Linked DNA regions of Mus musculus: region 2 is linked to region 1. Evidence: chromatin contacts called from public Hi-C data. All regions are on one chromosome and are shown on one strand. The core of a region is the stretch at or near the end of the contact, and the rest is flanking DNA. Distances in the headings are between cores, read along the strand shown.

Region 1 (4,877 bases), core at 1,727-4,226:
GCTTTTCAAAGTTGATGAGCTGTTGGAAGTAAAACAATCTAGAGATAGTAGTAGTAGATAGATAGTAGTCTTCCACAGACTTGCTCTACATAGAGGAATCCCCACCCCCAAGGAGAGGCAGGCAAGCTCTCCAGAGAGTATAGGAAGAAAGGAATTGGCTTGTGGGGCGGATGTGTCTCAGGACCACCCTCATTTTGGAAGTCTAAGCATCACACATTGGGCTGTTTTCAACAAAACCACCAAATGTCTGCAGTGGTAAGGTACAGCAGCTTGGCTAGCATTCTAGAAGTAGACAATTGCCACATCATGTTCCTACTTTACATAGCCAGTGAATGGCTTCAATGTGGTGTGGGCGCAGTTTTTAAGTGTTTGGGTGTTGGGGACTGGTGAGATGGTTCAGGAAGTACCAGCATCTCTTGCTCTTGCAGAGGGCCTGAGTTTGGTTCCCAGCACCTAGGTCAGATGACTCACAATTCCTCATAACTCTAACTCCAAGGGGATCTGATGTCCCTGGACTCCTCGGGCATCCTCACTGTTGTGCACATGCATACACATACATGCAACTTAAAAGACAAGAAGTTTTTTTTTTTTTTTTGAAGTCTCAGGTAATCCCAGTGTGCATGAGAGAATACTGCCTTAATCCAAAAACCTAAAATTCAGATGTGTAGACTGCAGTGTGGAGGAGAGGCTAAATGTAAATCCTTCAAGTCAGCCTCAGTGTATGCCGGTTCAGTTTGCTGGGGACTTGTGGGGAAAGTTCCCATGGAGGAGAACTCGGACCTCACAATGGCAACCAGTAGCATCCTTATGGAAGCTGGGTTGTACTCTATCCAAATTCCAAATAAAAATTTAAGACACCTTAAGCTGTCTTTAAGGGTGTAGATCTAATGCAAAGGAGATACATACAAAGTCATATTGTACTGGCTGGTTTTGTGTGTCAACTTGACACAGACTGGAGTTATCACAGAGAAAGGAGCCTCCCTTGAGGAAATGCCTCCATGAGATCCAGCTGTAAGGCATTTTCTCAATTAGTGATCAAGGCAGGGAGGGCCCATTGTGGGTGGTGCCATCCCTGGGCTGGTAGTCCTGGGTTCTATAAGAGAGCAGGCTGAGCAAACCAGGGGAGGCAAGCCAGTAAAGAACATCCCTCCATGGCCTCTGCATCAGCTCCTGCTTCCTGTCCTGCCAGAGTTCCAGTCCTGGATTCCTTTGGTGATATGGAAGTGTTAGCTGAATAAACCCTTTCCTCCCCAACTTGCTTCTTGGTCATAATGTTTGTGCAGGAATAGAAACCCTGACTAAGACACATATATACATATGTGTATATATGTGTGTGTGTGTGTGTGTGCGTGTACATATATAAATACATATATATTGAGCAAAAGAGAAGCAAGCATGCCCAAAGGCTCTTGCAGAAATGTCCATCCTTGAGAATTCACTTGACGACATTATCAAGTTGTGAGGAGACTCCATATTGCTTCTGCCTGTGCCTGTAAGTGTAACAGACAAATCACACCTTCTTGGCTGCAGCCTCTCGTCTGTACTGAGGGAAGGTGCTCCGTGGGTCTGTGGGAGCCTCTCCTGTCCATGGTTCATGGAGAGAGTGCCCCTCTCCCCCATGATGATCAGCAGGACGGGTCCAGGATCACAGGATGGCAAAACATCGCGTCCAGCTCTGCTGCTCACCTGCTCCGTGAGACCCTGGACAAAGTTCAACCTCTCTATGCCTTTGTGTCTTCTTCTGAGCAATCAGGATAACAGCAGGCCTACTTCGTCATGGTGCTATGTGGATTTAATGAGAAGTAAGTAAATTGCATAATGCCTCAGAGCTAAAGGATTGTTTCTGTGATGGCGTGCTTCTCTGTGTGATCAGACACCACAGAGAAAAGTGCAGACCATCTAGATCCATTCTCTGGCACTGAACTGTGGCTAGAGAGCTTAAGAGGTGAGTTAAATGGCTCCTAGGGTCGTGCTTTCTGTGTTGGAGACTGGAACATTAGACTATGTATCCTGGCCGCACAGCGCAGCCTCCCAGACTCCATCTGGCAAAAGTTCAAGCATCACTAATGCTCATGTGCCATCATCAACGTAGTTGTTAAAATTCTGTGATGATATAGAGGGAATCTGCTCCAACAATGGCACGGCAAATTCCTGTCAGACTGTCCTGCAAAGGGAAGTGGGTAAGCCTGGAACAGGTGAGCCCACAGGACGTGGGTTGGGAGGAACTGTTCCCATAAATGCTCCTAGGAGAGGAACGGGGATGGAGAGTCTCTGCCGAGTCCTCCAGTATCCTCAAGGAAAAGTCTGTCTGGTGGGGCAGGATCCTACAGTCCTTCTCCAGCCCCCTCTTAGCTAAAATTCTGAAATCTCTTATATCAGAGTCCTGAGATACAGTGCCATGCGTTAACTAAATGTTCTCAATTTTCTAGCACAGTGATTTTTTTTTTTCTACTACCTGATTTTTTTTAAGAATCATTTAGCATTAAACCCAAAAGTTTAAAACTCACAGAACTGGACACAGGCAACATGTTACACAAATGTGTATTTTATTTTCCTGTGTGTGTGCATGTGTTTAGGCAACATTTATAAATATTGACTCATCTTTCACCAGGTGCCAGGCACTGTAGCATTCTGTGTCCTGAGGGAAAGAAAAACACTGGACAAAAAAGAAAAGAAAATCCGTTTTTTAGGAGCTTCACATTTTTCTGAGGAAGACAAATTGCCTATGACACAAATAGTGATGAGTGTAGCAAAGAAAAACCCCACCATGCAGGAGCAGGATGCAGTGGGCACCTTGTTCAGATAGGCACGGGCTGTCTGTAGGGAGCCGACAGAGCCTTGGGCAGAGGGATTCCAGTGTGCAGCTTGGAGCCACATTCAAGAGAGAAAACGAATTTCCCTGCAGACCAAGGCGGGCAACGGGTGGGGGTGGGGCAGGCAGGAGCAGCTGATCCCGCTGGGCGCTGGGCTCAGAGAGGCGGGCACTCTGGCTTTCTTCCTGGTGTGACTCTGGGAGGGCTTGAGTACAACAGCGGTAGGATGTGGTGGTATGCCTGTTGTTAAAGATTGTAGCTGCCTCACGGAGAAAACACTGCAAGAAAGGAGGGCGGAGGCTGGAAACTCAAAAGACTACTAGAGCTGGCAATTTGGAGACTTGGACAGAAGAGGGGTTATCGGGGCTCATATGCAGGGGTGCACTTTGATGTGGTCGCCCACTCATTAAGAGAAGACAGGGTTTACTGTGTCTGTGGTTTCGGTTAGACATCTGTGTGACTGATTTGATCACTCCAAGAGTTGCAGATATAAATAGCGGCACCATTAGCACACAGGTATAAACCCGTAACTTTAATGAGATCCAGTGGAGAGCAGGGACAGATGGAGGAGAAATGACTTGGAGACTTAGGTCTCAGAGCTGGGAAGAAGAAGGGACCTGCACAGAATAAGAGGGAGAAGAGATAGAGGAGGGGAGGGGGAGGGGGAGGGAAGGGGAAGGGAGGGAGAGGGAGAGGGAGAGAGAGAGGGAGAGGGAGAGAGAGAGAAGCAGTCAAGAGGAGGGGCTGCATCAAGACTGGGTGAGAGAGAACTAGGTGAGGACAGTTGACCAAACCTCATTTGTGCACAAAACAGCAGATACCACTCTCTGTAGTACACTTGCCTGCTGCCTGCTCCTGGGATCTGAAGCTGAAAGCTCTCCTGGCATGGGAGCCTTTGTCTAAACTTAGTTGATAAGGTGTTTGCTCTAGACTTTCTTTCTTCTTCCTCCTCCTCTTCTTCTTCCTCTTTCTTCTTCTTCTTCTTCTTCTTCTTCTTCTTCTTCTTCTTCTTCTTCTTCTTCTTCTTCTTCTTCTCCTCCTCCTCCTCCTCCTCCTCCTCCTCCTCCTCCTCCTCCTCCTCCTCCTTTAAGATTTTTGTATTGATTTATTTAATATATGTTAGTACACTCTCACTGTGTTCAGATCCACCAGAAAAGGGCATCAGATCCCAATACAGATGGTTGTGAGCCACCACATTGTTGCTGGGAATTGAACTCTAGGGAGAGCGGTCAGTGCTCTTAACCACTGAACCATCTTTCCAGCCCGCTCCAGACTTTCTAACCGTGATATGAAGGGCTTAATGAGATAGACTGGGCTCACCCTATGGGATCGACTCTTTTGTTTGTATGGGACAGTCCATTTTATTTAAGAGGAAAACATGGCATAAGAACAGAATCTGATCATGGTAGAGTTCAGTGTAAATTCCAGCCATTTCCCTGAGGGCTTATCCAGAAGCCTGACAGGAAGGCCTGGCCCTGCCTGCGTCCCCTTGGTTGCCCTGGCTCTGTATGCTTGTACCCTGATCGTTATCCGGATCCCATGCCAGCTTATGTTGGAATGACTGCAGCTGGGCTATTGTAGAATTCTCCCTCTGTTCGTGTGGGTGGGAAATCCATTCTTGATGTGCGCCCTTCCTCTGCTGTCCTTATTCATAGCTTGCTTCTTCCCAGACCCGCAGAGCTCAGGAGTTTCAGGAGGATTACTTGGCTTCGTGTGCCCTCTTGTGTGCTGGCCCGATGCCTCTCTTGAATAGCTTTGCCCTCCCTGCCATGTGACAGTGGGAAGACTTCAGGGCCTACCTGATATTTTTTGGCAGGGAAAGAACAACTTCTAAAGCATGTTGCTATAGTTACCGAGTCTCCCCCCCCCCCCCATAGCACAGCAGCCACTGACTCTGTGCTACTTTGTGTAGCTCTAGAAAATATTCTCCCCCCCCCCTTTTTTTTTCTTTTAATCACTTCATGCCCACTTCTGCGTGGGTTACACAGAGAATGAGAAACACAAAGACTCTATTATAGGAGCACACCCACCCACCCACGCACAGAATCATACATGCACATTTCA
Region 2 (4,877 bases), core at 1,078-3,577, 360 kb before region 1:
CTCATTAGAAGTTTCATTTATTTATTTGTTCCTCTTCCTCATCATTAACGGATATGATGGCTACAAAGATTCCATTTTTATGATAGAGATCCATTTTGGTATCCACCAGTCATTTGTCTCTGACTCCAGTCCCTGGAAGATAAGTTCCCAGGTCCCCCCCCCCCCCCCCACTCATCTACTTTCCACTCAGAAATGTAAAGCCATGATCATCTTGTTGTTTATGTTACAACAGACTGCATTCTGGCTCTGTAACCTGCCTATGCAAGCTTTCAGGTCACCTTGACTACCTAATCTTGGCAGAGCAAAACATCTCTTGGCTTCCTTGTGCAGATGTTCAAGGTTTTAATGGTTTTTGGCTTTAAAAATCCCTCCCTCACTCCCCTTCTCATGGCAATCTTCAGCTTGGCCCAGAGATTGTTGTCCTGCTAGCAGTAATCAATAAATCCTTTACTTATAGTTGGATTGAGTCTGTGATCTTGTCCCAGGGGTCAGAGACTCCATGACAATGGATGGTGCAGTGTACTAGTTCCTGACGAGTGTTCAGGGTTGACTTAACTCGAGCCTGGCTTCTATAGATTCTGGCATCTAGAAAAAGATGCAAGACTCCCCCACCCCCGCTCCCGCCCCCACCCCCAGACCCCATTCCCTTTGCCATAGTTCCCAGGGCAGAGTTTGCAAGGGAAGTAATGCAAGCAGGAGCTGGCTCTTCCTCTCCGCCAGATGCTTCTCAGTGGTTTGTGAATGAATGAATGAATGGAGATTAAGCTCCAATGATGCTAAAGTGAACTCCCAGCCTAACACAGGCACCTAAAGACCTCAGCAAACACATTAACGTCTAATGTCAGTCCCAACTCTGTTGCTGTCTGAATCAGGTCCGGTACTTCTTATTCTCTGAAAGTCACATTTCTTTTTTTGTGTGTAACTGTTATTGCTATTTATTTATTTATTTATTTATTTATCTATTTATTTATCTATATGTTTATTTAACATATTGTCTAGATTTTATTTGGGATCCTGGCCATACTGAGTGGATTGTTGTCATTGAAGCTTCCAGAAACCCAGGACACACCAATGAAATCTACTTGGGAGACGACTGAACAGCAGGTGCCAGAAAACAAGGATAGTTTAGGCGAAGGCCCTCCTGATAGTTTTGAGAGATGGGATTCAAGCAGAGCCCTTTCTTTTGCTGAGAGGTGGGGTTTAAGCAGAGCCTCTCCTGATGCTGAGAAGTGGGGTTCAGGCAGAGTCCCTCCTGATGCTGGGAAGTGGGGTGCAGGCATAGCCCCTCCTGTGACTGAGAGGGGTGCTTCAGGCAGAGCTTCTCTTGAAGATGAGAGTGGGGGTTCAGGCAGAGCCCCTCCTGAAAAGAACACTGAGATGGAAAATGAGATAGAAAACATGAAAGTGAGTAACCTGGGGGGATTCTGATGGTGATAAATAAATATCTTCCATGGTGCCCAGCACCCAGGATGTTGGCATCAGTTACTTTGTGTTAGAGAGGTGTTATTCTTCCTTTCCACATGTTACTTATGTATCTGCATAAAAAATGTGAGAAAGTATTAAACACTGTTTTGTAAAAGTAAATGAAATAAAACCAGTATGTGTTGGAGAATGGCTTTGTGCACTGTGTATTCAGATGTTGATTTCTTTGCCCAGAGATTTGGTTACAGTACAGACCGTGGGATTGTCTTGATTACTAAATCATCTCCTGTATCAATGTTGTATAAAGACTGCTCCCCAATTTTCTCTGATTTGTTAATAAAAAACTAATCGGTCCATAACTGCGCAGAGAAGGCAGGGCCAGGACCAGGGTCCCAGGAAGAGAGAAGTAGGAGAAGGACCACGGGGAAAGAGAAGAGGTAGAGAGACCATGTGGAGAGCTGGGGTTGAGGCAGAGGGTCCAGGAGGAGTCATGATGAGCATGTCACCAAGGGATTTGCCATGAGGACACACATGGAACAGAATAAGCCAAGGTGAGACTCAGATTGAAGGTAAAGGGCTGTGTGAGTGGGAAACAGGTAGCTGAGAGGGTTAGAGTAGATGAATATCTGCTAGTCATAGTGCTTAAAGCTTGTTAATCATAGGGTTCTGTGTCAAGTATTTGGGAGCTAAAATGGGTTAGAACAGGAACAGACAAGCCTTACATCCTTAATTACTGTGTTTATTTGGCACCCAACATGGGGGCATAGAATCCAAGCCTGGTGAAAGGCAAGAGAACAAGCACTCCCCAGGAACAGAGCAGGTTCCTAGATAGACACAGGACCTGCCAAGGGATGAACTCCTGTGCCTGAAGATTAGCACTAGCACCCAGGAGGCAGCGACTTGTAATGGTTTCCTAGCAACAGCTCTGGGACAAGCCTGCCTTCAGCACATACTAGCATCCCAGATTCATGTGCAGCTCTAAGGTTAGCCACGAGCTAACACAGCTGGTGGGTTCCAGGGCTGCACTGCGTTTCTCCCAAAGCATCTGTGCAAAGTGGGAAAAGCCTGCTGATGGGGAGGGGCCAGGCATCGGGAGAGCAGTGCCCCAGAGCTGGGAGGATCACAAGGCTGATGGGGATAACAGAAGCCTCTGGCAACCGGGAGCCCCAGATCAGAGGATTAGGCTTGCCATGACCTGGCAAACACCAACTCAGCCCAGTGTAGCAGAGTGGCATGAGAGCTCAAGACAGATGGCAGAATGCATGGCAGCCCAGAGAGGTCCCCAAACACAGATGCTGCAGTTTCTACCTCTCCCTGTGAGTGGAAAGACAGGGGCAGAACTAATCACTGCAGTGTCCTAACCTAAACAGCAGAGGGAGACGGAACACACAGAAGAAATCAGATTTGTGCTTGAATGCTAAATTAAAAGAGAGAGAGAGAGAGACTGGGTATAAAACATCATAGACAAATAAATAGTTTGAAATTAACAAAATGAAGTTCATAAAGAGAAAAATAACTTAAAAAGAACAGCCACATAAAGATGGAAAAGAGTTTAAGAAAACTTATGTACAGGAAACAATATTAAGCTTAGAAAGCATTAAGAGAGAAATAAATAAATACACCTGGAAGATAAGTCTCTAAAACAAAGAGAGAGAAAAATAAACTGAAATCTCCAGAGGAAGGAGAAACTTAGAGAGATTAAAAAAGGAAATATTTTCCATGCAAAAATATGGAAAACACGATAGAAGAAGGCATTTGGACCCCATATAGTTTTGTTTTGACTGTCAACATAAAAATACTTATATGTTCAGTAGTGGTACAATTTTATATATCCCTTTAAAGGAAGATCAAAATAATGCAGACTTAGATCAGGAGAGGACTGAGAGATGGAACACTAGTTACAGGCCATAGTACAGAGGTGAGAGGATTCTTTAAATCAGAATCACAGATCTTGAGAAGAACTCAACCTGGATCCTACAGTGACAGCAGAAAAGATAGTTCCAGATGAGAAAAATCCACACAGGCTTGAGGAAGTAGATGAGCAGCCCATAGAGATACAATATCCTAGTTAAGGATCTAGATTCTCCTTAATGATGCTACCTTAGAGCAGTGACATACACTAGATTACATGTTTTGTAGACATTGGATAATTAATATATGTACATATGTTAATGTATCATAAAGTTGATACTCAGAATATCAGAATGATTCTGCTCTGAGTTCTGAAAAGGCTGATTCTGAGACTGCACATTTATTAGAGGCGATGGCTTTCTTGGAAAATGTCTTTACAGATTGAACCTGATGATATGTCAAAATGTGTATCCTTTAGAATACAACAACTTTTCAGACATATGGCATAAAAAATGTTACAGATGTATCTTATAATCCTACAGGTCAAACAGTTATGGAGAGATCTAACAGGACTTTAAAGGAAATGCTCACAGAACAGAAGGGGACTATGGAATGTCCCACAGATAGATTAAATAATGCTTTATAACACAGCTGCTGAGAAGCACTGGACTGCTGAATTAGATCAGCATAAACATGTGGTAACCTCAGAATGGGAGGCAGGGAATGTGTTGCATTGGGGAAGAGAATATACTCTTATTTCATCAGGAAAATCTATGGATTCCTTCAAAATGAATAAAAATCAGATTAGACCAACTGAGACCTCCTAAAGATTGTGACTGCAGTCAGAAAGAAAGAAATCATGAAGACCAACAAAACAGGTAACTATTGTTGGTCCCTCTACTTGGGAACAGCTCTGAGACTGGCTAAGACGTGAAATGTCTTTAGTTAAAACTTCAACAAAGCATAGCCAAAAAATCTTGTTGGCTACATGGTCATCAAGACTTATCCATGGGCAGGGGGCGGCACTGGGCAGTGGTGACCCAACATTTAATCCCACCACTTGGGAGGCAGAGGTAGGTGGATCTCTGTGAGTTCAAGGCCAGCCTGGTCTACAAAGCCAAAGCTACACAGAGAAACCCTGTCTCAAAAATAAAACAAAAACAAAAACAAAAACACCCAACCCCCCCAAAACAAAAAACCAACCAACCAAACAACCCCCCCTCAAACCCCCAAAACCCAAACCAAACCAAACAAACAAAAAACAAGACATGGCATGGATAAAAATTTATTAGCTTGGTTATATATCCAAGCTAACTTATAAGAGAAAGGCAGTTGTGTTACCTGCTCATACAGAAAGCAAACAAACAAAAAAGCAACAAAAAACAAAACAAAAAAAAACATCATTAGTTAATTGTGCACACTGCAATTCCATACATATGTTACTGCAGAAATGTATATTACCTGTGAAAGTTTATATGTTTATAGACACCAATGAAGTTAAAGCAGCCCTGACAAGATACACCGTGAGGATGCTGAAAAGGATGCTAAAATATTAAGACACATTTATGCTGGCATCCTGCTTCATCCAACCCCAGACTACCTCA

Evidence for each region. Hi-C and Micro-C count contacts between places; a contact is called where the count stands out from the background.
Region 2: a contact with region 1 is called in a Hi-C map of cortical neurons, with 2.8 times the contacts expected there. The contact joins two enhancer-like sites. A contact is called at or near these places in 2 of 484 Hi-C or Micro-C datasets (cerebral cortex and cortical neurons) and 1 of 115 datasets of contacts at active chromatin or transcription factors (embryonic stem cells).

The regions. Positions count from the first base shown.
Region 1 is chr10:40,966,620-40,971,496 of GRCm38.p6, forward strand. No RefSeq gene overlaps it. Among named protein-coding and RNA genes, the nearest start is that of Gm48057, 66 kb to the right of the region's middle. Within about 2 kb of position 2,977, at least 70 of the 459 cell types and tissues checked have an H3K27ac peak or open chromatin away from gene starts, as enhancers often do. A contact at or near this core is called in cortical neurons, where this site is marked.
Region 2 is chr10:40,602,519-40,607,395 of GRCm38.p6, forward strand. It overlaps Slc22a16 (solute carrier family 22 (organic cation transporter), member 16), which reads left to right. Exons shown (of 8, transcript NM_027572.1): 8 at 1,000-1,614. The coding sequence ends at 1,428. Among named protein-coding and RNA genes, the nearest start is that of Ddo, 25 kb to the right of the region's middle. Within about 2 kb of position 2,328, at least 7 of the 459 cell types and tissues checked have an H3K27ac peak or open chromatin away from gene starts, as enhancers often do. A contact at or near this core is called in cortical neurons, where this site is marked.